2 separate regions of the Zea mays genome follow, and region 1 is linked to region 2. Evidence: chromatin contacts called from public Hi-C data. All regions are on one chromosome and are shown on one strand. Each heading gives the region's core, a stretch centred on a gene start, on an enhancer-like site or on the middle of the called end of the contact. The rest is flanking DNA. Distances are from core to core; before and after follow the strand shown.

The links. Hi-C and Micro-C count contacts between places; a contact is called where the count stands out from the background.
Region 1: a Hi-C map of bundle sheath shows a contact between it and region 2, with 2.7 times the contacts expected there. The contact joins the promoter of LOC103633148 here to the promoter of LOC100274333 in region 2. A contact is called at or near these places in 6 of 25 Hi-C or Micro-C datasets (bundle sheath, ear, leaf and 2 more).

What each region holds. Positions count from the first base shown.
Region 1 is chr1:29,680,538-29,685,932 of Zm-B73-REFERENCE-NAM-5.0, forward strand. LOC103633148 (probable inactive poly [ADP-ribose] polymerase SRO3) reads right to left here and starts at 3,001. Exons shown (of 4, transcript XM_008654828.4): 1 at 1,878-3,001; 2 at 431-678; 3 at 208-344. The coding sequence starts at 2,689.
Region 2 is chr1:29,389,999-29,395,943 of Zm-B73-REFERENCE-NAM-5.0, forward strand. LOC100274333 reads left to right here and starts at 3,717. Exons shown (of 8, transcript NM_001148694.1): 1 at 3,717-4,259; 2 at 5,911-5,945. The coding sequence starts at 4,014.

The DNA of each region.
Region 1 (5,395 bases), core at 1,751-4,250, 290 kb after region 2:
CAAATTCTGCATATTTTCCCGATGACAGCTAAATATGCGCATGCAATGACAGTTGCCAGCAGACAAAACGGTAGATCGAATATAATGTAAAGGAAGTAGGGAAATTTGTCAACAAAATACTAGAGTTTGTCAACTAAATACTAGAGTCCTTCCAACTTGCACGTATACTACTAACAAGCTGTGTGGAAATTACTATCACCAATTTACCTTGAAGTTTTTGTATGACTCCTGCAATAGATCACACTTGTCTGGCACGATCTGCTGGATCTCTGCAAGAAGCGTCGGGAACATGTCGCGAGCCACTGGTGCCGGCTTCTTCAGCTTTGAAGTCGCTTCTGATGATTCTGAAACCGAAAGTTCATCAAATCATGAAACACCATCCAATGGCAACCACAGTACCATCTTCGTCAAATTCAGAGAACAAGCTAACCTCGCATCTGTTGCAGCTTGGAGCACTTGAAGCTGACCACGTATTCCGGGAGGATCCTCGTGTTCATATCCATGTTCCACACAACGTACCACTGTGGATTCTCCAGCTTATCCACGGCGCTGTCGTAGCTGCGGCTGCTGGGGCAGAACTGCGAAGATCCTGCCGGGACAGCCTCCGGCCGGCCCATCAGCACGCGGCACAGCACGATGTGCGCCTCGTCGCTCCCGTCTGCCTTGGCCAGCATGGCACTGAAACAGAAACGATTTCAAATAGATCGTTAGGCTTGTATATATGATGAGCTGCTAAACCGGGTCACACATTGTTGAGATGAAGTTAACTGGAACGATCAGAGATCATTTCTGTTGTTTCCCAGTTCTCTACTTCACAGCTATACTTCGTATATATATTTTGTTTATTTTTTATATACAAATGCAAAAATGCTCGGGTTAGCAAGAAATTCATTTTAATACGAAGCAACATAACAGTGTCTTCGTGATTAAGCAATCAAAATCACTGTAAATTATTTTATTGGGAATGGCGAAGAAACAAGGAATTGATTAAGACTTTGGCAAGATATATCCCTCCTATATTATATAAGTTAAATTATGATAAAAAGTTAGAGCAACTCCAGCGGTTCTCTAAAAGACTTCCTAAATTAATAATTTAGGTAGTTAACATAAAAACTATTATCCAACAGTTCTCTAAATGAACTTTCTAAATTTAACAACTTGTCATCTAACCTCATTTTCTCTCTACATTTGGCAATCATTTAACAACTCCCTAAACAAAAATGTTGACTGCATTATATAGTTTTTGTGACTTATTTTTTATGTGGATAAATACAAAACAAAATTACAACCTATATTTAGAGAACTATTGGAGAACTCACATTTTTTTACTCCAAAAGCCATTTAGCAACTTTTTAAATCTGTGATTTAGAGAGCTAAAATTTACATAACTATTGGAGTTGCTCTTAGAAGGGTAAAATATTATTTTGGTATCATAAATAAGTTAAAATAAACTATCAAATACTAACTTATTTTATTTTATTCGTAGTCATAAACAAATATTTTACTCTCTTACTTTTTCACCATAATCTAACTTATGAAATAAACACATCTAGGGCATGTTTGTTTAGGGTTTAAGATCTGAGCAGATTATAATCCCAAATAAAAACAACAGGAATATATGGCAAAAAGACTATGAACTTCGCTCTAGTTTGATATATTTACCAATCAGCGGGCTAGATAGAAGAGGAACTATGTGCAAGATTCTTACAAATTCACCCGGCAAAATCGATGCAGCTTCATATATATATATATGCAAGTAAAAGAAATGGGAATCTTGGCAACTAGGCAAATTATACTACAACTCAGCTCGGGATCGATCAAAATTGCGAAGTCCAGATTTATCTGAATCGGAATGCCAAAACCAGCTCAGAACTCACCTCGTGTAAGGGCACTGCGCCGGCGAAAGATGAACGCCGTCGCCGTGCTTGCGCGCGCCCAGCCTTGGCGCGTTGTTCCTCACGAATCCTCGCTCGACGACGGCGGCCACGTCGTCCTCCGAGGCGCCGTACCATGCGAACTTGGCGGTGCCGGTGGCTGTGCAGCGCGCGTAGGCGAGGCGCTGCCCCTGTTCCCGGAACGCCACGGTCCTCGCGCCGGGCGCGATCTTGCGCACCTCCGTGATCGCCGCGCCGCGTTGCGCCATCCCATAGCTGAGGAATAGCTTGCTGACGACCTGGTAGTACATGTCGTTCTCCTCGAGCCTCACCGCCGCGTTCTCCCATGCCTTCATCTTCTTGGCGTCCACGCCGTGTCTCTCCCCTGAGCGCACGTCCACGCCCGAGGATGACTCGGCCTCGTCCTCCGCCGGCTCGTCGTCCCTCTTGCGCTTCCTCCCTCCGCAGTCGGGCGCCGGGAAGAAGCAGTCCCCGCGGTCGTCGATCCACGCCAGCCCGGTCTCCTCGCCGGTGACCTCGTCGATCCTGATCATGCGGAGGAAGTCGAACAGGTACGCCTTGCCCCCGTACGAAGCATCGGCCATCGCCCTCCTCTCCTGGAACGCCTGGCGCAGCTGCGGCACCGCCTCTCCGGTGATACCGATCCACTTGCCGTCCTCATAACAGAGGAACCTCGCCGGCGCGCCGCTCCGCATGAACTCCCGCCAACCCCGCAGAAGCGTCGACGTGCCGTCGGCAGCAGCAACCGCAGGCCGCATGTTCGCCGCCTTCACGTCGTCGGATGACAAATCCATCGCGCTTGGCGCCGAGTCCGGCCGGTCTGCTGCGGTGCCTGTCGTGTACTATCAGGACTCAGGGGCTCGGATCAGGCGTCCGGCCGGTGATGGAGCGGGAATTATATAGGTTTCAGGATTTTGGAGGACGGTCTCGTGAGGGGCACGTTTGAGACGACGTTGGCGAGGACGTCGGTTCGGAAGGTGCTCTTTATTTCGATCTGCCTCCAGCTCTCCACTCCACCCAGGCGGCGCCTCCCTCAGCCCCTGACTGTTTCGGGGGATATGAGATATGACTTGGTAGAGAAGTCTAGAAATGTCCAGTTTAGCCTCGCAACCGTTTTGCCGGAAGATCTGCTGTGTGGAGCAGTTTTGCATGATGTGAACACGGATGTTACCGGTGGTCTTTGGTTTTCTCGATTAAATTTTAGTATGTACCGTATCTAATGTTTAGATATCAATTACAAATATTAAATATAATTTAATTATAAAAAATAGTTATATTTGTGAAGATTAAATAGAGACAGATTTATTAAATCTAACTAATTTATAATTAATGTTTATTATAGCATTATACGGGTAAATCATTGACTAATTGGATTTAATAGATTTGTCTTGCCTTTGTAATTAGTTTTAGGGTTTGTTTGGATCCATCCGGCAAATAATTTGTCGGCTAGTTTTATCATCTTGAACTCCAAACAGGCTTGCTAATAAGTTGAATAATTGTTAGTGGGAGAGTTAACAAATTGTTTATCCATTAGTCATTTGATCTTGCTAATATGTGATAATATATTCGATAAAATATCAGCGTACAAGGCGGTTGTATGGTTGGTTGCACATGCAAAAGACAGGCTTCGCACGTGACGCAAGACGGTGGAACTGTCGGTTGATTTCGAATAAATGCATGCGAGGACGACCATTAAAATTGATACTTATAGTAGTAGAGATATAGATAAAGATATGATTATTTATTTGGTATTTTTTTAAAAAATATTTTGAATGGTGTATATCATTTTTCTTGTATCAATATTAAAATCATTTTGTAATTAGTAATTAGTGGTAAAAATAAGTTTTAAATGGTTTAAATGGATATCTATATTAGCATTTCCAGTGAATACAAGCTCAGATAATTTGGATTTCCAGGCACTCACATAGTCACATATCCATCCGTACGAAAACATTCCGGGCGTTGTACTCCAACCGCCTGTGACATGACCTGGCAGTACCGGATTTGCCCTGGCTGGCCTGAGACTGATCAGTTGAGCGGCCCTGCGGCCGTGTTTGCTTGCATGTCAGGTTTGGGTTTGGGTTTGGGTTCGTCGCACGAAACGGCGCGCTCCTTTCACTCCGGATCCCCTGCAGCCAGACGCCACCACGAGCGCCTGGGCAGTTTTTCCTTGACGCGGAAGGCTCTCCGCGCCGCGCGACTGCTTCTTGAGACGCAAGCACATCCATGTGACGAGGCTTCCGTGGGGCGCCGCCGCGCCGCGGTCAGTGCCTGGTAGAGCAGAAGCTGACCTTGTGCCCTCGCGTTGCCCCTCTCTCTCTGAGTAGGAGTACTTGGATACGAATTTGCTAGCTCTGCTCCGTGGTGGTCAAGCTATTTCATCGGCGAGCTTCTGGTCGCGTGCGTACCAGTTGTACTAATGCCTCGTTATCGTGGCCCAGCACATGTGAGCGATGGTCATCAACTTGTTGCCGGCTGCCTGCCTTATCATCAATGAAAACGATTATTAACTTGCTTTTTTCTTCCTCGCCCACCTGCAAGTTGGGAGTGCTAGGAGTAGTACCACGGAAAACTGAGCTGCATACTCGATCCGGCCGTAGCTGATTGCGATGAGGCCGCGACCAATCCTGGGAACGAGCCCTGCAAGGTGTGCATCTCCCGTGTTCCATTTCCATCCACGATCCACCACCTACCTGCGCGGGCGCGGCTAGCGTGCAGTGTTCCAGCCTCTCGGGAGGCTGCATGGCGCGGCAAGCAGATATTTCATATTTGTTGCTATTCTTATCGGGTTCGTTCTATCCATTCGCCGTGGGATATTTTGGAGACCTCGTGACGCAAGCCCTGCTTGCTTCTACACTCGATCCCTTCATTTTTTTTTTATTAAAGGAAAAGGAAGCAAAAACTTGGCGCGTCAACGCGCGTGGTACACCGTACACTACGCAAGGCACAAATCAGGGGGCGGGGCGGAGGGGGATATACCAGCGGAGCACCCTTCAGTTTTGTACGGCGGAAACTGGATGAAATCCCAGGTCGGCCGTCGGCGACCTAGCTAGGGTAGTTGTTTAACAACAAGTCCACTGCAAACCGACCGCGCGATCCTCTCAGTCTCGAACTCTCGATCAACCGTCCAGTCCACGCGCGCACGACGCACACGCCGGCCTTCATAGACTGGTGGCAGCCTGCTGGCCCATGTATAGCTCGGACGGACGTGGCACAAACTTAGGGCCTAAGCTAACCCTACATCCATTAATACGATTGAGTCCGTATATTTAATTATAGTATTTTTGCGAATTATTTTAAGATTATTATTAATTAAGCATATACACCTCAATACCTCATTATCATGGCACGCCTATGATGCCCTTGCACCAATACTATGGGGGTGTTTGGTTCTGTGGACTAAAGTTTAGCCCGTGTCACATCAAGCGTTTGACTTTCAAATAGAAGTATGAAATATAGACTCAACCAACTGTACTAGATTCGTCTCACTTTTTAATCTT
Region 2 (5,945 bases), core at 2,467-4,966:
GTCACGTCCTTCAGCATACGCACGGGTGGAATGACTTAAACTGCTAAATTCATGGACTGCAGGGTCTCGCTCCGGACACAAACGTCTTATGAGTTCAATTTCTTGCTCGGTCATTTCTTGAACCGGACGGTCATCATCAGAATCTACAGCCCGTGCAGCCTCATATGGCTCCTCCTCATCCTCAATCTGAACATCAACACTATTCGATGCCCTGCATATGTTGTCCATATTATATGACACAGGCACATCAATCTGAACATCAGCATTATTGATATGTGGAGATCCTGCATCGGGTCGGAGCAAGAAAAACCACATTAAAAAGTCTAATCAAACGAAATAATGATGAATACGAACAATGTGTCGAAGACACTTACTAGGATGATCGTCAACTGGATCCTGGGTCAATGGGATCTCTTGGGGGGGTACCACCGCATTAGAAGCCCCACAAACGCCGGGAATAGGACGAGAAATCCCATACTCGTGCGGACCCGATTGAGCATCGGGCACAACAACGACTTCTTCATGAAGCTCTACCAAAGGAGCTTCAATACGAGATGCATTTGGCATTTGTGGAGATAACCCGACTGGACCTTCGCATTGACTAACAGGTAACTTTTGAACAACCACATCCAAACATGGTGGAACCATCGTCTTCACAATTTTTAAATATATCACCCAATCATCTTCTGAGGCAATGGAGATCAACCGTCGGACAACTGTTCCATATGTAATATGGGACAACAAACCCTGAATTGATATTCTAGGGTCGTTTATGTCGCAACTAATCTCCTCACAAGCTCGAGCCAAAAGCTGGTCAAAAGTTGGTCTTTCAACGAACAACATGGTCACGATCTTCATACCATCAAAAGTAACACTCCCATAAGCATCTATCTCCACCCTTCCTCCATGGTATAGTGTTACTAGGCTGTCCATCTATTGCAAAAATGGATTACTAACTCAATAATGGCTACATACTTAAGCCTACTAAATAAATATATATTAACTAATAACTATACAGTAAATATTAAATAAACACATCAAACGAAATTACATAATCTATAAATAATGTACGAAAACTATGTATACCTGAGAACGCGTACGACTCCAGCTAACGGTGGAGAAGGTCAAGTCGGACGAACACCTACGTACAAAAAAACAAATTGTCAGTAAAAAATTTGGCAGCACCTCCCCTGTAAAGTGATGTTTATAGAACCTGCGAATAAACAACAACACGATGGTTGCCAACACAGAAAACATGTAATATCAATGCGCTAAACAAAATGGTAACTATATAATCACTAATAATTTACTAAACACTAACAATATACTACGCAACAAACTAGCTAACTATTTTAATAAACACTAACAACAAAATATCTAACTAATTACTAAACAATAAATAAGGGGATACCTAACTAATTACTACTAGTTTACAAACTAAAAAATTAAAAAAAATGGTGGGGAGTGGGGGCGAGAGGTACCGGGGCCGGAGCGGTTGGTGGCCGGACAGCGGGCGGTGGCCGGACTCCGGGCGGTGGTCGTCGGAGCTCGGGCGGAGCGCGGCGGGGCGGCCGGCGGAGCGGCCGGCTGAGCTCGGACGGAGCTCGGGCCGAGCTCGAGGGCGGACCTCGCCGCGGCGTGAATAGGGCGGAGCTCGCGGCGGCGGGCAGCGGAGCTTGGGGCGGCCGGCGTGAAGAGCTCGAGGCGGCGCCGGAGAAGGGGCAAGCGGCGGCGGCGTGAGCTGTGGACGTCGGGCGGCGGCGGCGGGATTTCGAATGAGCAGACAACACAAGAAACACGCAGAGAGAAGGGATGTTTACGGATTTTTTCCTAGCTCGGCGCCAAGATCTGTGGCGCCGAGCTAGGTGCCACGCAGGACAGCCACGTCACGAAGCTCGGCGCCATAGGCTGTGGCGCCGAGCTGTGTTAGCTCGGCGCCACAGGCTATGGCGCCGAGCTAAGGGTCCAAAACTGCATTTAAAATTTTTTTAGGTCTAAACGTAAATTTACTTCTGTTTAAGGGCTAAAATACAAAAAATTCGGCTGTGTAGTCCCCCCATGTACCTTACCTATGCCATGTGTATATATATAGCTGTCTTGTACTAGAGACTATACTCTTTATAGAGTGTAGTTTAAAATAGAAAATGTGATAGAAAAGTATGTTCAACATATATATCATTGTCATAAGATATTAAATCGCGACCATTCATTGTAATCCAACATCCTTTCATATCTCTCTTAGATGCTAGTTGTTTGATTCACATAATTATAACGTGATGGGTAAAAAGATAACAATAAAGCATGTTTGTTTCAGTCCAACTATAATCAAATATCATACTAAACTGATATTGGTCTATTTAAATTTATTACCGCCGTCACTCGAGCGTGAAATATTACCATTGTCATTTACGTTACAATTCATGAACTAAACAACACCTTAGTTTCTTTGAAGAAAGATAACAATGACATGAGATAAGACAGAAAGTCTCAAACAAGCCATAAGAAAGGAGAACCAATGGTAACAACTACGTAAACTTAAGATGATAAGAGTCATCAATAAAAAAACGAAGAAAGAAAAAGATATAGAGCACGCGCACCTAATGATTCAAATCAATGATTATTATTAAATGTCTTAGGGACATATTGTTTACTTCTAGAATTATATAATCTAACTTATTTTATATAGATTATATAATTCAGATTATGTAATCTTATTTGCTGGGTATATATTCACCAAGTTCCAAGAGAAGTGGATAAAAAGCCAAAAAAGAATAATTTAAAATAAGCACCTAATGATCTGTATGTGTATTATCATAATCTAGGTACCTAGGTTATATAATTCATCTCAATAATATGTGTTATTTGTTTGTCTCTTAACTTCATATTTGTTTCCTTTCATCATTATATAAATAATCTAGCTTACGAATTATATATAAACACCGAATGACCTGCTTATGAGATATTATAATTTAGGTATCTAAATTATATAATCCACCTAATAGTCTGTGTTGTTTGTTGTTCCTTAACTTATTTAAGCTGGATTTTATAATCTGGAGAGTAAATAAACGAGTCTAAAAAACACACATTCACCAAACTAATTTGAAAACAATATTAGCCCTTAGGTCTTGTTTGGTCAGAGGGACTAAAGTTTAGTCCCTAATTTTATTTCCTTTTTTAGGACTAAATGGCGCTTTTTCCACTTATTGCCCCCACTTTTCCCATTAACGCCACGCACAACAAACAAGACAAGGGGTATTTTAGTCTTTGTATACTTTATTTAGAGCTTGTTTGGTTTCCTACCTAAGACGTCACAATCTGTCTAACCTTAGTCCCTCAAATTGAAGAACTAAAGGCATGTTTGCTTCGTGGTTAACTTTACTATACTTTGCCTAAGGTCATCCGAATTAAAGAACTAATCTTAAACAGAAAAGTTAGGCAAATTATAACAATTTAGGAAGCGAACCAAACATGCCCTAAGATTAGGCAGAAAAGTTAGACACGTTGTGGCGCCTTAGACAACAAACTAAACATCTCCTTAATGTGATAAGAATCTATTTAGTCTTTATAACTAAAGAGAGTAGGAAATAAAGTTTAATCCTTAGACTAAATTTAGTTTTAGGACTAATAGAACGAAACGGGTCTGTCAAAATGCCATTTTGATTACTGCAACCCTACATAAGAAAATTGAGTTACAACAGGAACCGAAAAAAAACCCAAACCTGCATACAATTCTGAAGAAATTCAGAAAATCCAGCTAAGCCAAGTTAGTCCGCCCGCCAGCTATGCGGACATGGTTGCGAGCGGCCTCAACCTCCTCCTCCTGACCTCCTCCTCCTCCTCCATAAAATGCGGAAGAATCTCGAAGAGTCCCAGACGCATCAAACCGCCCTCCTCTGTCCCTCCCTCTCCCGTCTGCCCCCTCGCATCCCCAAATTAAGCCCCGCGCGCAAGGCAGCAAACGCGCCGCGCACCGGAAGGCCCCGGGGAGCTGCACGAGGTGGCCCCATTGCGGCATGGCTGCTACGGCCGCCGCCGCTGGCGTCGAGTTCCCGCTCATTGGCGTTGCCGTGGCCACGCTCATCGTGACGGTCCTTGTCGCGGCCGTGATGCGCCGCCGCCGCCGTCCCTGGCACCAGGCGCCTCTGGTGGAGGGGAAACCCGCACCAGAGGCAGGCTGCGCGGTCAGCGATGGCGGGACGGACGTCATCATCGTCGGCGCCGGGGTAGCTGGATCTGCGCTGGCATACACGCTCGGAAAGGTGGTTTCGCTTGTCTCGTCCTCGTTGTTCCTTCGTTGGCATGGTTCCACTATGTGGCTAAAACCTGAGAGTTTTTAGATTGGAAAAAATCGGCAGTGTCGTATTTTATATTGCGTTCTGCTTGCTTGGCGTGAAGAACAAGGGCTCGTGGTATTCTATTGTGAACGGGAACGCGATGTTTATTTTTTTATTGGCGCGAGTTGCTAGCAGGGATCGTAACTTTCTTCATTCATGATGTATAGACCCAAGAACATCTTCGGTCCTGTTTTGCATGCTTTTAGTTAGTTATTACTCCCTCCGTCCCACTATATAAGGCGTAACCACCTCTGGTTCAAAGACCAAGAAATGCATTTAATTGTCTCTATACCACTGCATCGATATACGTATGCATATAGAGAGCACGCCTTATATTGTGGGACAAAAATAAAAAGTGGTTACGCCTTATATCCTGAGACGGAGGGAGTAGTTATTAGTTTATTAAAGACACCCATTTTTTTCTGACGACATTAGATGTTAGTTACCTTTCTCTACTATGGTTCTGGCCACAGTTGTTGATAAGCCTCAAAGATATAGATTCAAAAACAGAATATAGCTGTGATTTTGTTGCAACTACGTTGGTGAATTTTGCATATTTACTGCGTCTGTGGAAACTGATGTTTCTTTCGGTGTCACTGTTCCTTTTGTGGACGTGGAATTTGTGTGGCTTATGGCATTTAGGTGCTGCCAAATTTTGCTGTCGTTCAACTGTGAATGGAGATGTTCCCCTTCTCCAACCAAAGCATTCTTGCAATTCTTGGCCACAACCTTTTTGGATGGAGAACAAGAGAGAGAGAGAGAGAGAGAGAGAGAGAGAGAGAGAGAGAGAGAGAGAGAGAGAGAGAAGACCATACGTTTAAGCCTCAAACATCAGTTCTCTTGACCACGGACACTAAAAACAAATTCTGTCTAGTAAAGTGACTAGGCATGCTTAAGGTTTTCCATAGTGCTATATTGTAGGTGTAAATTTACTTTGAAGAAAATATTGCGGGAGGACCTTACTAATTTTTCATGTAGGCACTTGTCAGTTGATTCAACACCGTACTGATCAGCTCTTTCTCAACATTAATGAATTGAATACTTAACTTCACATAACTCCAAGCTACTCTGAGAGCGATGTATCATCAAAACAAAAATGTGGGCACGTCCTGTTACTTGGAATTGACTATTTTCCATTTGTTTGCAGATAATAATCACACTAGAAATGGTTACATGTATGATACCAAGCAACCAATAAATCTCCTTACCCGCATGAAGTGTCCCTTTTATGTTTTTTTATGCACTAATCCTTTTGTCAAGTTATGACTTATGAGCAAGAAAACTCTGGAAAAAAACTATTTTAGCTGTCTACATATGTCCGAGACCATGTTAAACAACATTTTACCTTGTATACCCAACTGTCGATAGGGCAGTATACTAGTCTATCCAAACTTTAATAGTAATCCAATTTTGCTTGATGGCATGCTAAATGATTTATTTTTCCAATGCATATTTGCAGTTATTGGAGTGAGAACATAGTTCCATCTGGATCTGGATATAATTCTCTCTATTGTATTATATTGTTTCATCTCTCCTCTCTATTTATTTTAATATACTTTGTTTGTTGGGAATATAGGATGGCCGTCGGGTGCATGTCATCGAGAGGGATCT